Linked DNA regions of Juglans regia: region 1 is linked to region 2. Evidence: chromatin contacts called from public Hi-C data. All regions are on one chromosome and are shown on one strand. The core of a region is the stretch at or near the end of the contact, and the rest is flanking DNA. Distances in the headings are between cores, read along the strand shown. Region 1 has its middle 29 kb from the start of LOC108981121. Region 2 has its middle 27 kb from the start of LOC109020919.

Evidence for each region. A called contact is a pair of places that touch in the nucleus more often than the background predicts.
Region 1: a contact with region 2 is called in a Hi-C map of leaf, with 9 times the contacts expected there. The contact joins two enhancer-like sites. A contact is called at or near these places in 2 of 3 Hi-C or Micro-C datasets (both in leaf).

The regions. Positions count from the first base shown.
Region 1 is chr10:4,668,964-4,671,663 of Walnut 2.0, reverse strand. No RefSeq gene overlaps it. Among protein-coding and RNA genes, the nearest start is that of LOC108981121, 29 kb to the left of the region's middle. Within about 2 kb of position 1,298, the one cell type or tissue checked has open chromatin away from gene starts, as enhancers often do. A contact at or near this core is called in leaf, where this site is marked.
Region 2 is chr10:4,624,479-4,627,178 of Walnut 2.0, reverse strand. It overlaps the pseudogene LOC108985220. Among protein-coding and RNA genes, the nearest start is that of LOC109020919, 27 kb to the right of the region's middle. Within about 2 kb of position 1,373, the one cell type or tissue checked has open chromatin away from gene starts, as enhancers often do. A contact at or near this core is called in leaf, where this site is marked.

The sequences.
Region 1 (2,700 bases), core at 49-2,548, 45 kb before region 2:
AGTATTTATCACTATTATATATATAAATAAAATCATTACAATATTTATCATTATTATATATAAATTAAAAATAAAATCATTATAATATTTATCATTATTATATATAAAAATAAAATAAAATCACTGCAATATTTATTAATATTAAAAATCAGTATAATAAAATCACTATAATATTTATTATTAAAAATAAAATCACTATAATATTTATGAGACTCATACCTTTTTCAACTACCTATCTAAAAGTTAACAATTCAATATACTTCACACATCTAAATAATTCAAAGTACTCTCAATAGGACCTATAAACTCATTCGAATCTCTACTCATAACTATTCACAAACATTCTCAATACTTCGCAAATATTCTCACTACCCAAACTAAGTTTTAGTATAATATTAGATATAGTTATATGTTCTGTACATTTTATTTATTTATTTTTAAAAAAATTACATAAAATTTACGCATTCTATAATTATAAAAATCATTTATCTAAGTTTTAATATTTTTTTAAAAAAAATCCACGGAAACGCCATGCAGCCAGTACCAGCAATTAATATCATTCTGGATCAAAACTTAGTGGTCGAGGTCTTGGATTTTTGGCGTTCCTGATTGTTGCCCAACTAGCTGTCTAAGTTGCAGTCCAAAAACGACGTCACCACCAATGTGAGGGGAGCGTCAAGATGGCAACTATCTATTCCATCTTGTTCTGACTGAAAAACTCTGGAATAGTTATTTACCCCTATCATATATGTGATTTTAAAAATGATTTGAGACAAAAAAAGATATAGAAAACACTACTTACCATAACCAATAATTAAAAAGAAAAAAAGAAAACTTATAACTCCTTTTTAAATAACTAATAAAATCATTGCTTAAAAATAAATTTTAATATTATAAAACTAACTACTGATTTTAAGCAAAGTGTAAAATAATTATAAGATGGCCTAGTTTGTTTTCAAGAAATATTTAATCTCATCTTATTTCATCATTACAATTTTATCAAATCTCCACATAAAATAAAATAAACAATTCAAATTTTTAAAATTTTAAAATAAAAATAATATTAAAAAATATATTTTAATAATATTTTATTTAACTTTTTAACTTTAATCTCACCTCAAAATAAACTCTATTTTACTATCTTAAATGGGTGCATGCTGATATCATGTTTGATCAATAGTAAAATAGGCTCTCTCTCCGTTTCCATCAATTTTGTGAAGTGAGCCACGTGAAGATCCTTTTCCGACCCCACTAGTCATCCACAGTGCATTATTGGACTGAACCGGACTAATTTTAGCCGCACGCTGGCTGTGCAGTACTTACTATCTTATCCAAGAAGACCCATTAATTAATGACAATCTCAAATTAAACAAATTAAAGAAAAAATTAGTCACTGAAGGATTTTAATTTGTTTCGTTTGGTGGATGCAAAACTTGTGCGAGAGCTCTCAATTCTTACAAAGATATTCCAATAGCGACGCCATGATTCTAATTAGTTCATAACAACAATTTAAGAATTAGCAAAAGACTTCCTTCACATCAGCAATTAACTGATTTACATTATTATTACATTTGATCGCATGATCTGAAAGCTATAAAGCAAAACAAATTAAACAAACACTGAACACACACACACCCCAAGACTTTATTTTCAGAGTAGATAGAAAACATTTTTACCAATATCATTAGCACTTGCGTTTGTAGGTGCCACACTTTTCTTTTGTGTTACCGCTGGTTTTTCCGGGAAGACAACTTGCGTACTTTGGAGGTCGGTTACAGCCGGATACTGCAGGCTTATTAGGGGTTTTTGTGCCCCCAGTGACAGTCGGATAGTCAACAAGCATCCTGCTTATTTCCGAATCGAAGAGCAGCTCTGGCTCCTCCATGCGGCCCTGGTAATCAAGGGCGGTGCGGGTGCCGTTGTCAAGCTGGATTGAAGAAGCAGTCGCTCCCCAACGAGTCGTGTGCGGCGAGAATATCATCAGCAGCAGCAGCACTGTCACCAGAAGAAGGTGATCCAGCTTCTTCGCTGTTTCCCCCACCATCTCAGCCCCCTTCCGTGTGTGTTATGAATCTAATAGTGAACGGAGAAGTAACCTTGTGGATTCAGAAAGTGCAAAGAAATGGATGACCTGATTTTAATTTAATTACTGTAAAAAGATAACACGGCATTTCGAGTAATTCTAACCTCCAGAAATATAAGAGAATTCTTAATAAGAATTTAGATAATCATCCCCAGACCCTCCTCTCTGTATATATACTACTCGATATAGAATAGAGACAAACAACACGACAAAATCAAAAGATGGCCATGTGCCAGTTTCTACGAACAACAAAATAAGCCTACAGGTCACTAGGACAACTTGGGTAGTGTAGAAAGTTTGATTGAAGTTGAAATTTTTTTTTTACGAGTAGTTTAAAAAAATAAAAATAAAAAATTTGAGAGTTTTTGGTAGTGTAGCTAGTACTTAGTAAAGTGAAAATATTCGCATCATTCCGAAGCCGCCACACACTCAACGCATTGAGTGAAAAATAAAAAAAAAATACATGTGTGGTGTGCTGCGGCTTCGGGCTGATGCATAGCACATCTCCTTAGTAAATGCTAGCCTAGATTAGAGTATTTACATCTAGTTCTCTAAATTTTTCTTAAATTTTAGTTAAAAATGACACTCTCTATAATTTTATCTTAAATTTTACACAT
Region 2 (2,700 bases), core at 124-2,623:
TAATAAGTTTGTATTTTTTGTTAGAAAAAAAATATTAAGAGATTTAAAAAAATAAAAAATAATAATGATAATTGAACACTCGATGACTTTTCCAGTAGTATTTATCGGTGGACCTAGCAGCACCCTAAACATAATTAACCCACTTGACATTGTTTTTGATCCACCTGTAGATAAGTGATTTACCCCTATCATATATGTTCAATTAGCAGGATTTTAAAAATGATTTGAGACAAAAAAAAGATATAGAAAACACTAATTACCATAACCAAAAATTAAAAAAAAAAAAAATTATAACTCATTTTTAAATAACTAATAAAACCATGACATAAAAATAAATTTTAATATTATAAAACTAACTTCCGATTTTAAGTAAAGTCGTAAAATAATTATAAGATTATGATTTTACTATCTTAAATGGGTGCATGCTGATGTCACGTTTGATCCATAGTAAAAAAGCTCCCTCTCTCTCTCTTCGTTCCATCAATTTTGTGAAGTGAGCCACGTACGTGACGATCTTTTTCCCGTCCCAGTAGTTATTCACACTCACAGCGCATTATTGGATTGAACCGGATGAATGTTGGCCACACAGTAGTTATCAGCTTATAAATAAAGACCCATTTCAACAACCGTCATTAATTACCATGCTGTTTTTTATTTCAAGCATTGTATCATCTGTTTTGGATGGAGACATGGTGTGATTCTCGGAGAACTCCGTTGCATGTGATGCAGTTCTCTTGGTTAATGAAACTTTTTGACCATAAAACAAAAAGGAAACAGATCCAGTCAAAGACGGATTTTTGTTTCGTTCGGTGACTTGTGCCAGTTCTTAATTCTTACACAGATGCAATATCCATGCACGCCATTCTATATTTTAAAAGAACAAATTAAGCAGCAAAAGCTTTCACCGCAGCAATTAACTGATTATATTCATTATTACATTTAAAAGCATGATCATCAGAAGCTATAATGGAAAACAATCAAACAAACAGCCCCAAAGACTAATTTATTTCGGAGTAGCTGGAAAAGTTTTATTTATTTGTTTGTTTATTTTTAATGAGGATTAGCAACGGCTGTAGGTACCACGACGAAGACAACGTTTGTCGCTTTTAATTGCCTTGGGAAGACAGTAATAGCTCAAATTTATTGACAAAGTTAGTTTGTCTCTTTATAATAGTTTGTCTCTAACAATAACATCCTTATTATTTCAATGATCTTTTCAGGTGGAGGATACTTCTTGCGCACTGACTCTATGCCATGCGGTCATCATGTGCAAGTGGACCTCTTTCCCGTGAGTGAGATCATCATACAGTAAAAGGCTTGACTTGACGGCCTGATAGATCTTGATTCCCTACATGTGAGAGTCGGTTGGCACATTACGGAACTTTGGGGCCACATCGAAAGCCATACATGCCCATCATTTTCCATTCTTAAACCACCCCATATAATTGGATACAAAGCTAGTTTTAGAACCCCAAAACCAAATCGGGAACAATTATGTTAGCATGCAGCTTATAATAAACTGTTGCATGTGCTTATTTAAATCCCTTATTAACCATAGCTTAATAAGAAATATTAATGGATTAATATTAATGGCGTTGATTGGCTGAACCGAAAGAGATAATGCCGACTAAGACTTGTCGACGGGGCATTTTGTTGATGCTTGGCGTCCATCTCAAGTAGTCATAGTACTGAACGCAACGCAAAATTACAGCAGGATCCAGCTTTAATTTTAGATGCAGCTAATGGGCCGGGTGAAGATCCCTCCAAAACAACATTGATCGGTCTATCTCTTATCGCCAAATTGATGGCGTTCCTGCTTTATTGTTTTATTCCATCCTTCGTATGTTTGTTTGTGCATGCATATATATGTGCCGGAATTTTTCTTCATGACAAGAATAACCACCAAAGTTTAATTAATTCAAATTGTTCTTAATTTATAAACTTAATTTCAACTTTTGAGTGTGTCGTATTATATAGTTCATATATCTCTAAGTCACTAGAAATGATGTTTTAATCACATTTCAATAATATTGATGCGTCTTTTAACTTTATTTTAAACTAATTCATGGAATATGGTTCTGATTATTGAAAACAATGGAGCCAAAACGGCAAATTCTATATATGGGTTCAAATGTGGATGCAATCTGTTAATTACATCAGTAGGTCAAAGTCAACAATTAATTATCAGCATGCCCCAATATAAAACTTTTTTCTTAAAAAAATATAAACTTATTTTTAAAGTATTTTAAATCATGCAAATAAACGTCCTCCGAAGACTTTTCAAGTCTTCCACCACGCCCCACTTCTCAGTTCTGACTGTCTTCTAGCTTGATTTTTGTTCTACCCAAGTGCAGGTTCCAGGCTTGCACCCACTACCCTATTCACATGCTACAATGAGTTCCACCCTGCTACCACGTTTTACTCCTCTCTATGTTGTCTTCTTCCTACGCCACCTGTCCAGCACCGTCGACAGCGGCTCGTCGTCCCCTTATAATTACCCTCCAACCGACTATATTCTTCTCAATTGTGGTTCCACTGCCAACTCCACCGAATTTGATGGTCAGAACTGGATTGGAGAATTGAGTTCAGATTCCCTGCTCATTGAACAATCACCAAACCAACCCTCTGTTGCCATTACCTCAGCTATACAATCCACCTCTGCGACAGGCCAAGTGCCCTTTGCCACAGCCCCGGCTTCCT